3 separate regions of the Mus musculus genome follow, and all the other regions are linked to region 3. The links are chromatin contacts, called in public HiChIP or PLAC-seq and capture Hi-C maps. All regions are on one chromosome and are shown on one strand. The core of a region is the stretch at or near the end of the contact, and the rest is flanking DNA. Distances in the headings are between cores, read along the strand shown. Region 1 holds the start of Zfp672 (zinc finger protein 672). Region 2 holds the start of Irgm2 (immunity-related GTPase family M member 2). Region 3 holds the start of Rnf187 (ring finger protein 187).

Evidence for each region. HiChIP or PLAC-seq counts read pairs in DNA pulled down with a chosen protein or histone mark. Capture Hi-C pulls out chosen DNA fragments and counts their contacts.
Region 1: a contact with region 3 is called in an H3K4me3 HiChIP or PLAC-seq map of bone marrow-derived macrophages, with 4 times the contacts expected there. The contact joins the promoter of Zfp672 here to the promoter of Rnf187 in region 3. A contact is called at or near these places in 9 of 39 promoter capture datasets (the C10 cell line, the HPC-7 cell line, cranial neural crest and 5 more), 2 of 484 Hi-C or Micro-C datasets (cerebral cortex and embryonic stem cells), 18 of 115 datasets of contacts at active chromatin or transcription factors (SST interneurons, astrocytes, bone marrow-derived macrophages and 10 more) and 4 of 9 other capture datasets (adipose tissue, liver, macrophages and 1 more).
Region 2: a contact with region 3 is called in a capture Hi-C map of macrophages, with 4 times the contacts expected there. The contact joins the promoter of Irgm2 here to the promoter of Rnf187 in region 3. A contact is called at or near these places in 3 of 39 promoter capture datasets (erythroid cells, hematopoietic stem and progenitor cells and pre-B cells), 1 of 484 Hi-C or Micro-C datasets (Th1 cells), 4 of 115 datasets of contacts at active chromatin or transcription factors (bone marrow-derived macrophages, embryonic stem cells and microglia) and 1 of 9 other capture datasets (macrophages).

What each region holds. Positions count from the first base shown.
Region 1 is chr11:58,321,875-58,326,007 of GRCm38.p6, forward strand. It overlaps Zfp672 (zinc finger protein 672), which reads right to left and starts at 1,491. Exons shown (of 4, transcript NM_001256516.1): 1 at 1,396-1,491; 2 at 695-855.
Region 2 is chr11:58,213,323-58,216,941 of GRCm38.p6, forward strand. It overlaps Irgm2 (immunity-related GTPase family M member 2), which reads left to right and starts at 1,655. Exons shown (of 2, transcript NM_019440.3): 1 at 1,655-1,848.
Region 3 is chr11:58,937,576-58,941,686 of GRCm38.p6, forward strand. It overlaps Rnf187 (ring finger protein 187), which reads right to left and starts at 1,331. Exons shown (of 4, transcript NM_022423.2): 1 at 820-1,331. The coding sequence starts at 1,209.

The DNA of each region.
Region 1 (4,133 bases), core at 241-2,740, 620 kb before region 3:
GTTCTTGCAAAGGACCAAACTTTGGCTGATTCTCAGCATCAATGTAGGGTGGCTCACAAGTGCCTGTGACTGAAGCTCCAGGGGACCTGTTGCTTTCTTCTGACCTCCATGGTTGAGTGCACTCAGACACATGCCCAAACACATATACATAGATAAATCTTAAACCCAAACCAGGCCTCCCACCTCTTTTGTTGGCAGAGTTTTCTCATCTGCTACCTGTACTGTAGGTCATACTTTCTTTGGGGATGAGGTATCATGTAGCTTCAAGTTGTCCTCAATCTTGCTACCTGAATTATGGAGGCTAATAACATGATACAGGAATTTGTTCCTTAAGATTTTGTTTATAAAAACAAAGCACAACACCCTAAAGGCTCTCCCAAAGATCACCTTCCTGTGTACCCAGTCTCATCTCACAGCACCCCGGCACAGTAGTGCAAGCATCCGAGGCAGAGGCGGGAAGTCTGGTAGGGGTGATACATTTATTTTGGATATCTTTATTTTTAATCACCTTAACAGTCATTTACCTCTCATCTCTTTAACAGACTTTTGTACCATCAGGTAAAGCTTTTGGAAGACATTAACTTAAACCACTAACCTCCACTAACCTGAAAGCTAAGACTATAATTACATAGCATCTAAAACTTATAGCAATTTCCCCCCAATTCTGCTGTAGCCTGCATACATCTCACATTACCTTTGGGGAGCTTCGTTTTATGTTGACAAACCTGCTTAGAGGATCCAGAAAGGCAAGCATCCAATTCCTAGTTCTTCCATGACTAATTGTGTGACCTTGAGGACTTAAGTTGCCTGTACCTGCAGCCTGGGATAACTCAATACAGGAAACCATAACAGTTTCTATGAAGAGAGAAAGGTCAAAGCAGTCATAAACCTGAGAACTGAAGTTGTGCGGTACTTGCGATTTACTCTGCAGGACCGCTCTTACTTAGGCAGAGCCTGACTGAGGCAGGGGCATAACTTACTGGCCGACTTCTAGCACACTACAGCCTGCCAGGTCTTTCTGGCTTTTTCGCTCCGCCCCAGGAATCCTTTCCCACCGCGATGGCACGCACACCCCGGCCTGCCTTAACCACAGGCGGGCGCCGGCGCCCCAGTGACGCGAGCCTGCGGGGCGCTGAGGCAAGACACACGCTTCCTCGGGTCTCCTGAAGCTGTCACTACCGGCCACAGGCTGTCATCGCCCCTTGGCCCGCTCCGTCAGGCGGGCAACTTCCCCGGTGTGAGGCTGGACAGCACCGCCGGCCTGGAGCAACCTGCGCAGGCGCGTTGGCCCGCCGCCCTCCGGTCCAGGTCCCTCGACCCGGTATTGAGAGGAGACGGCAGCGGCCGAGGGCCGCGGCCCCGCCCGCCCTGCCTTGAGGCCCTCAGCCCTCTCACCAGTCTTCGGAGGGCCGCTCCGAGCCGCGTTCACCTCAAAGCGTTGCGGACAGCGCTGGCCTCAGGGCGCGGAGGAAGGGGCGGGCGCAGTGCAGGGCGGGGCCAGGAGACAGCACGCTGATTGGCCCACTCTGTCCGCAGGGTTACTGGGGCATCTAGCCCGCGCAAGCGCACTATTGACCTGCCCTGGCAGAGGGCGGAGTTGACATGGTGTGCCCACAGTGTCACAGGGCAGGTTTAGCTAACCTGTCTCTCCGTTCGGGTGTCCACGCGTGGGCCCTTCTGCTACTGAGAGCAAAGGGCTGTGAGCCCAGTGCCACCTTGAGCTGAGTCAGGGCCGTATAGACCACTCGAGGGAGACCAGTAGCACCCATCCGTCGCCATGTTAATGTATTTCTAAACTGCGAGGCCAGACCAGATGCTCACTGTCTTGATTAATCTTCCCCATAGATTAATGACCTGTCCAGCATTGCCAGGGACGGCGGTAGTCCTGTTCTGCTGACCAGATGCCTTCCGGTGTGAATGGAGACGGCTCCCAACCTTTCAGAGCAAGGGCTTCTAACCAGCGCTTGCAGCATAGAACGCCCAACTCAAAACCGTAAACCTGCTGGGGATGTAGCTCAATTGACAGATTGCTGGACGAGCCGAGACCCAGAGTTTATTTACAAGTACCACACGAAACAGATCGGTGGGACGCAGACTCGCTGGACGCAGTGGGAGCAGGAATTCAGCCAGCATAGACCCTGAGTCCGTGTTGGTTAGTTTTGTCTATTTGAAAGGATATCAAAACACCTGAGAATACAGTCTCAACGAGAATTATATGGGTTGAGTTGACCCATGGTTAACATTTTCATGATTGGGTTAAGTGAGGTGGAAGGCCCACTCCGAATGTGGGAGGTACCATGTCATGGATTAGGTTCTGCACTGTTCTGAGTGTTGGGAGGCGACAGAGAGCAAGCGTCAAGCACCCATTAGCTCTTTGTTCATGACTATGGGATGTGGAGCAAGCACCTGTACTGCTGCTGAGACTCCTCTATAGTAATGGACTATCACCTAGAGTTGGAAGCTAAAATAGTCTTGCTTCATTTAGTTGCTCTGTCAGGGTGTTTTACTAAAGCAACAGACATGAAACTACCTGTCAAGACCATTATTGAAATAAAAGAGTAACATTAAAAAAAAGTTTGTGTATGACTTAATTTTGTAAGATATATAAATATATTTAATCATTTGACTTTATAATACATACTGGGAACTGATAGTATCTTCAAGTTACCTTTTAAAAATTTACATCACAATATCAGCCCCCTCCTCCCAGTACCCTTTGCACGAAGATCCTCCTCCCATCCCCCTTCCCTTCTGAGTGACTTATTTTGTAACAACTTCACAGTTGTTTACTTTTTAGATGACAACAGACTGAAATGTCACACAAATATATTTGTATATACACATAGGTTCAGCTTTATGGTGGTTTCCAGGGTGTTATCTTCTAGGTGCAGACAGTGAAACTGGCATGGCCAGATGTTACAGATGGTTCTGGTCATGAGTAAAAGACAGCGATTACTGAGCTGCTAACCTGTCATTTGCAGAGCAGGTAGGCTTTGTTTTGAGAGAGGGTCTCACTATGTAGCCCTGGCTGGCCTGGAATTTAGTATGTTCACTTCAAATTCAGAGATCCACTTGCCTCTGCCTCCCCGTGTCAGGACTAAAGGTGTGACCATCATGCTCTGCAATTAAGATAGGCATTATCTGATGATTGAAGGCATTTCCACACCTCAATCCAAATCCACACATTGCCTGCTGGGTTTTAGGCCCTCCATGTTGCACACGCAGATGAGATATGGAAGGATCCAAACCTTGCTTTCTATTTTCCTGTCAATTTTCATCATAAAAGTAAATATAACTCCTTGTCTATTATTTTTATCCTATCATGGCTTCTAGCCTCAAAAGAAAACCTAGCCTCAGCCGGGCAGTGGTGGCGCACACCTTTAATCCCAACACTTGGGAGGCAGAGGCAGGTGGATCTCTGAGTTCGAGGCCAGCCTGGTCTACAGAGTGAGTTCCAGGACAGCCAGGGCTATACAGAGAAACCCTGTCTCGGAAAAAACCAAAACAAACAAACACAGCCTCAGGACTGTAAAGATATCTTAGTGGGGAGAGGCTCTTGTGTACAGACCTCACAGCCTGAGTTTGATTCCCAGCTCTCACAAGGTACCAGCAGAAAATCCTCTAAGAGTTGTCCTCCGATCTTCACATGTGCATGTGCACTAGAGCACACACATACACACAGCAAAATAAATAAAAATTAAACTGAACTCCAGAGACAAATTACATATTTAGTGAAAAGCAGACAGCTGACTACATTTTTGTTAAGGCACTCTGCTTAATTTGCAGGGAATTCATGCAAGATTTCTAAGACTTATGGCTTGAAAGGCATTAAACACATCGACAAATCTGGTGCTCAAGGATTGTGTTGTAAGGAAAAACAGAAATGGAAAACTCTGTTTTGTACACCTTCCTTGTCTCTTTCAGTCACTACATCACCTGCCAATTCTCAAATGGAACGCACAGAGCTAAACTCTGACATTCAAGTAAAGAAAAATTTGATGGTGTCTGACTCATAGGTCCTATCCTAGAGATACTTATTTTTCAACTTATGATCACACCTCAATCATGACAGCAGCTACATTTGAGCAACTATTTTCAAGAATGAAGCATAGTTAAGAGTAAAATTAGAACCC
Region 2 (3,619 bases), core at 405-2,904, 720 kb before region 3:
GAGATCCAGCTGTAAGGCATTTTCTCAATTAGTGATCAAGGGGGAAAGGCCCCTTGTGGGTGGTGCTATCCCTGGGCTGGTGGTCCTGGGTTCTATAAGAAAGCAAGTTGAGCAAGCCAGGGGAAGCAAGCCAGTAAGTAACATCCCTCCATGGCCCCTGCATCATCTCCTGCTTCATGCCCTGCTTGAGTTCCAGTCCTGACATCCTTTGGTGATGAACAGCAATGTGGAAGTGTAAGCTAAAAAAACCCTTTCCTCCCCAACTTGCTTCTTGGTCATGATGTCTGTGCAGGAATAGAAACCCTGACTAAAAAAAACAGCAGGCATCAAGCAGGTAACAGCACCTTGGGACAGTGCAGCTGTCTTGTAGAGACCAACCCAGGCTGAGGACTGGAGGGGAGGAGGATGTTGTGTGGCCCTGGGAAGCACTTCTCCACCTGTTGGAACATCAAGGCAGGAGTTTGGAGGAGCTCAGAGCAGCCCAGACACTGAAGAGTGAGGGAAGAGGAAGTCAGGGACCGATAGAAGGTAGGCTTGCCACACATGGTCCACAGGATATCCTCGGGATCTGACATTGATGGGTTCTTTAATGAGCCTTGCCCTGAAACCCCCAGACCTGTTCTGACTGTGGTGTGAAATACGGACACCAGCTTAATAGTTACAGGCCTCTACTCCCAAGGTCATCAATAACACAGGGCAAGCCAGGTACTGTGTCTCCTGAACTCTGAGGAATCACGAGTGAGAAGAGACCACACTGGAGATAGGGTAAGATGACAGGGTAGATTAGAAGGGCTCCCTGGTAGGAGGGATCGAGAGAACTAGTGAACAAGGGGAGCAGCTACAAGGAGCAGCCTTGTGAAGGGTCTGCTGCTCTTGAGAGGTCCACTAAGAACCCTGGGAAAGAAACATTTCAGTTCCCCGGGGAAGCACACTGGGATCCTCAGAGGAAGCCACTGACAATAAGCCTAGATCAGTGCCGACCCTGACTCAGTCTGGAGCTGAGTTAGATCTTGGGACACATGGCTGGAGAAGATACCAAGACCAGAGCTGAGCTCCTGTCTGAACTTCTTCAAGGTCTCACCAAATATAATGAAACTAACCTAGTAACCAATAAAAATTGTACTAATGTCACTGCTTTGCCCCTTACTGATCATAGTAGAGGTTACCTAACGCTTCTGAAAATTTCCCCTGCGTTAAAGCCCCTCAGGCTGCCGCCATTTTGATGAATGGTTGACCTCAGAATGCTGGTAATTTCTGCAGAATACACTGACTTTTCTTTTATATACTATTTGAGTCGGGGGTCTTCCTTCGGCGATCCTCAAACCCTATCACTCCCATAGTTCTGGAACGCACTGGATCTGAAGATGAGCGTCTCCCAGGGTTAGGTGCTATCATCTGAGCACTAGGGGCTCCGGGAAGGGAGGTAGCAGGGTCAGTCCAGGCAGCTCTGACCGAAGTCTGAATGGCAGGCTTCACGGGCAGACTTCTGACCTCCCCAACTGGCCAGCGGCCGACAGAGTTCCTCCCCCCTCTGAAGAAGAACTTGGCCTCTGAGTGCTAACTCCCGAAAACTAGCCATTTCCAGGAACTGAAACTGAAAGCTGTTCGGGCACCAGGCCCCGCCCCTTGGGGAGGAGGCAGGCAGGGCTCACGCCTAGAAGTTGGGGACTTACATCTGGGCCAACATAGATAGAGCAGGGTCTGAGAGGAAACCTAGGAGCTCAGGCTGCCCTTCAGCTGCTCCTGCCTCTTCTAATCGCTCTTCCCCACAGGACCCTGCCCCACCACACTTCTCTCTCTCCTGACCGTCCTGAGCCTGGATTGCAGTTTTGTAAGGCTTCTGAGCAGGTAGGTGAGGGGCTCCTGCTTGGCCTATAAACCTGCTCAGGGCAGGGGAGTCTGGGGTCAGGTGTTCCTCTGGGGCACCCTGTGCAGGAGGCACCCTCCTGCACTGTCTTCAGGATCGGAGTGCCTGGTGTCTGGCTGAATCAAGTCCTTCCAATTCACCAGAGAGAAGCAGTGTGCTTCTTTTTTTACCTGGGTATCCCTGGGTTTGTGGGTCTTCTGAGGGGGCCTAGTTAAGAGAAAACAGGTGGGATTTTACTCAGTCTCTCAGTTATTGGCCAGAGTCCAGGATCAGAACCTCTCCCGGGTATCTGGATGTCCCGGGACTATGTAAACACAGTGCTCTTTATTCGGAGCAGATAGAGACTGGAACTTGAAAGATGGAGTTTCTAAGGAAACTTTTTGTATAGTTCTCAGCTCAATTATTTTAAAAGATATTTATTTAGTGTGTGTGTCTGTGTGTCTGTGGCAATCAGAGGACAACTTGCAGACCTGATTCTCTCCTTCCACAATCGAACTCACATCATCAGGTTTGGTGGCAAGTGTGTTTACTTGGTAAGCCGTCTCACGGGCCCTTTTAAAACAAACAAACCAAACCAACCAACCAACCAACCAACCAACCAAAACCAAAATCTAAAAACCAAAAACACCAAAAAATAAAGAAATTAAAATAAAATTAAATTTAAAAAATTAAAACCAAGACAAAACCAGTTCAAATATTTCATCCGCTTTAGAAAATCTGGCACACCACAGGCACCCACCCAGCTCAGTCCTTCATAGATAATTACGGTGGGGGCGGGGGGACGCTTTAAACACCACCTACCAAAAGCATGCTGGGTCCAAGGCTGTTCCCACTGACCATGGGGTGGATCACCACCCTTTCCTGGAATCAGTAGCACCCGGAAATTCCCTGTGTCCCCACAATGGTGAAGTGATAAAGAACAAGGTAGGATTGAGGGTCCAATAGGGTCTGTGTTCACAAAAGTTTTTGACAGCTCAGATCCACAGCTAGTTTAGGCTGTTCCCCACATCTCTGGAAGCCCCTCTCATGGAGCCTCAGAGTTGCTGGATGAGGGAAGAACTGTGTGGAGTACTTGATAGGCAATCTCTTCCTAAGTGTGAGTTTTCAATGTTTGCATAGTTGAGCTCGGTGAGGTGGCTCACACTTGTAAAGCATTGGACGTAGGAATTGGGGGCAGAAGATTCAGTTTAAGTTTCCATGGCGAGTCTTAGACTAGCATGGGCTAATTTTACTCACATATTAGACTCCGATTTACATTTTAAAATGCATGTGATTTATTAGTCTATAATAATAGCATAAAAGAATAGGTCGTGGGCCAGTGAGCTGGCTTAGTGGGTAAAAGTGATTGCTGCCATGCCTGAAAACCCAAGTTTGACCCCAAGGACCCATGTGGTCGATGGAGAGAACCAACACCCACAAGTTGCCTGTTAACTGTCACAAATGCACCCGGCGTGCTTGACACACCTCCAACACATTTAAATAAATCAGTGTGACAGTATATACATGGATGTATATATAAAATATACATTTAATAGCATTTAAATAAATATTTCAAATAAATAGTAATAAATAATTACGGTGGGGACAGGGGGACGCTTTAAACACCACCTACCAAAAGTTTAATTTGGCTCATGGCTAGAAAGGATGCAGCCCTCTACCGTAGGGAAGGTGTGGCCTCAGGGGCATGATTCATCTGAGCATCCACAGGCTGGGCAGAGAGAGGCAGATGCTGGCATTTAGGTTTGTTTTATC
Region 3 (4,111 bases), core at 81-2,580:
CTACCTCAGTTTGGGACCTGGATGTAACCACAGGCCTCCACCTCAAAAGTGTTCTTCACAACTTATTCCAGAGGCTCATGGTGCATCATTGCAGAACATAAGGATAACAGCACCCTCAAACACGCTAAGCTACGATTTTCTCTCCTGTCGGGCGGAGACCACGGCTTTCCTACCTGGCTATTCAGACATCTCTCTCTGGGTCAGGGATGATACTCTATCTAGATCCCTGCAACCCATCTTCACACAGAGTCTAATAGTCGGTTTCTGCCCGGTGGCAGGTGCTACGTGCAATGACCAAGAGAGTATAGCAGAGAAGGTTCCTGAATGAGGTGGACCGACAGCCCCTCAGAGGGCTGCAAATGGTAACTGGTAGACCAAAGACCACTCTCAGGTCTCCATAAGCAAGTGGATGGGCGGGGCTTGCACCGATGAAATCACACCGGGATAGGAGCAAGAGGCCTTGAGGAATGGGATCGGGACTTGAGGGGAATTCGAGAAAAATAGAAGTCTTAAGGTTGTATAGAGATAAGGCACAGCTAGGCCAGAGACCTGGGATGAAAGGGGGACGGAGGAGCATGCGCTAGAGATAATAGCTCGAGGGACATAGCAGGGTCCGGGAGACAGATAATAGAGATGAAGGAAGGCAGAATCACGGACTCCAGGATCCAAGAGCCCCTAGCATGGCAGGGTCCCCGGGGAAGGGAGGGTGCTGGGCACCCATGGGATGCGGGAGAGGGAAGAGGAGGTCAGCACACTGATCGAATGCCTGACTCCAGGTAAGCCACAAAGGTGGACAGTGTGCAGGGGCCCCTCGCGCACCTTGCCGCGCAGGGCCTTCCTCCAGCGCGGTTCCCACTCCGGCGGCTCCGGGCCAGCGGCCATGCGGCAGGCGGAGCACAGCGGATCCCCGTCGGCGCGACAGAGCAGCTGCAGCGCGGCCTCGCTGGCAGGGCCATCGCGCGCCGGCGCCGCGGCCGCCTCCTCGAGAGCCAGGAGGCGGCGGCTGAGCGGAGGGCGGCTGGGCTCTACGGCGCGCTGCCAGCAGTCATCGGCACACTCCGGGCACGGGAAGGGCCCGTCCTCCTCGGCCCAGAAGCGCACCACGCACGCCCGGCAGAAACGGTGGCCGCAGTCGGCGCGCACCGGTTCGCGGGGCGCGCGCTGACACAGGGCGCAGATGGCATCAGCTGGGCCCGCGGGGAGCGCCAGGGCTGCGGGCGGCGGCGCCGACGAGGGCGCGGGCGGAGAGGGCGCAGAAGGGCCGAGGACCGGCCGGAGATCAAGGCCGACGAGCCTCAGCCTACGACTCAGACCCAGACTGCGCCAACGCCGGGCACGCGCGCGCGCGGGGCGGGGTCCTGGCTGCCGTGCGCTCTGACGTCCAGGTCCTGGCAGCTGCGCATTCCTCCATCCAGGTCCTTGCAGCTGTGCGCTCTCATTTCAGGTTCTGGTATTCGCTCATCGCCCTGCCCATGATTGAGCAGCTGAGCTCTCTTCCACACTGGTTCCCGTAGCAGCTCACGACCTTTGTCCTGATGGTGTCAGTCGCGGGCTCCAAACCCAGATCCTTACAAAGATACTCCCTGTGTCCTATAAGATTACTCATCCTGCAGGGTACTGCCCCAACATCATGAATAATTGCCCATCTCCCACAGATAATTTGGGAGGTGGTCTGTCAGGAAAGGCTTTTCCAGGGTGACTTATCGCTATACCTTCAGCCCTGAAGCAGGATAAAACTGGCTAGGTAGGCAGATGCCTGTGTAGTCAACCAGGAGTATGACCAAATTAAGATAGCGACATAAAATGAAGTCAGGGAGTCTCACTGTGCACACAGAACAGCAGCACGTTTTGCAGGAAAGCACTCTAAAGAATATTGTGTTAATACAGCTGTAGTCAGCTATCTGCAATGTGTGACTCTTCAGACTGAGATTGCGGATATAACTGTAAATGTGACTGTGGTGGTTTGAATATGCTTGGCCCAGGGAGTGGCACTATTAGGAGGTGTGGTCTTGTTAGAGGAAGTGTGTCACTGTGGCCGTGGGCTTTGAGACCTCACTCTTAGCTGCGGGAAACAGTCTTTTGACTGCCTTGGATCAGGATGTAGAACTCTCAGTTCCTTCTCCAGAGCCTTGTCTGCCTGGATGCTGTCATGCTTCCTGCCTTGATAATGGACTGAACCTCTAAACATGTAAGCCAGCCCCAGTTAAATGTTCTTTATAAGAGTTACACTGGTCATGGTGTCTCTTCACAGTAATGAAACCCTAACTAAGACAGTGATGTTGCCATTTATATGCTCCAAACACTATGGCAGCAGCCACATCTGTACTAAAGCTATACAGCCCTTTTCTGGTCATTATTTCCTAGACAATAGAATGAAGATTTGCACAGTATTCACATCCTGTTAAGTATCATAAGTCATCTAGGAAAAAAATATTACATAGAAAGATGCATGTAAATATTATGATGTTTTAGCTGGGTATAATGATACATGCTTTTAATCACAGCACTTAGGAATTAGAGCTGGCAGTTCTCAGTGAGTTCCAGGCCAGTTTGTCTACACAGTGAGTTTCAGGCCAATCAAAGCTATATAGTAAGACCCTGTCTCAAAAATAAATAAATAAATAAATAAATAAATAAATAAATAAATAAATAAAAGTGTGTGTCTGTGTGTCTGTGTCTGTGAGTGAAAGAGAATTGTGTATGTGTGTGTGTGTGTGTAAGAGAGAGAGAGAGAGATGTGATGTGTGTAAGAGAAACATTTTATCTGAGGGATTGGAGTGTCCTTAAATTGTGGTATCCTTGGGGGTTTAGAGCCAACCTCTTCAACAGATATAGCATTTATGTATAAATTAATTAAAATTAATTAAATAAAAAATCAGTTGTACTTAGGCACTTTCACACTCATCTAACTGACCATAGCCAGATCCAACATGGTTCTCAAATTGTTACTGAGGTCTGGCGCTCAAACCCAGGGCATTATGCATCCTAGGCAATGACTGTACTTTTAATCCCAGCAATTGGGAGATGGAGGCAGGGAAATCGAGTTCAAGGCCAGTTTGAGCTACAAGACAAGACCTTGGCTTAAAAGAAAAGCCAAACCAAACAAAGATAACAACAAAAACCATAGCATGGATGGGAAGCAAGGATGAAGGACACGTGGGAAGATACGATGTAACCTGGAAGGTGGCCCAGAGCATGGGCATCCCTGACACCACCTACAGTCATGGCCAAGGTATACCTGAAAGTGCACTCTGCTAATGCCATGTTATGTGGAAAGAAATGCATAGCAGCGTGAATGGCTAAGCTTTAAGATTAGTTGCCCTTATCAGAATTCCACTTTGGGGATCAAATGAAGGGCCTTGCATATACTGGGGAAAACCTTCCCCTACTGAGATACATCCATAGCCTATGAGCTGCCTTTAATATTTGATTCTATGGATAAACATTGAAAAATATCTTATCCTTTTGAGTTAAAACATTCAGCAATTCTCTGAGAATTCCATACCCACTTGAGGGTGTGTGTTACTGTCTTCTACATAAGCCTCTCTCTTCCTCTTTTTAAATTGATTATATTTTAAGATATTTATTTCTATGTTATGTGTATGAGTATTTTGCCTGCAGGCGTGCATGCACACCACATGAATACATAGTACCCAGAGAGGCCAGAGGAAGGTGTCAGAACTGGACTGATAGACAGTTGTGGGCTGCCGTGTGAGTGCTGGGAATTGACCTCAGGTCTTCTGCAGCAAAGTCAAGTGCTCTTAACCACTGAATCATCTCTTCAGCATCTTCTTTCCTCTCTTACAGCCTGTGCTTAAGCTTATACTAAAGCCTTTTCTTTAAAAAAAAAAAGATTTAATTTGTGTTTGTGTTTGTGTGTATGTCTGCACATGCCTATGGGTACCTGTGGAGGCCAGAAGAGGATATCAAATACCATGGAACCTGAGTTATAGGATGCTGTGAGCCACTCAACGTGGGCACTGGAAATCCATGGGCACTGGAATCTCTCTTCTAAGAGAGCAACTTAAGTGCTGAACCATCTTTACAGACCCAAAACTGTTTAATAATAAAACATAAACTCCACTTCAAAGAATATTGCATCAAGCCAGTT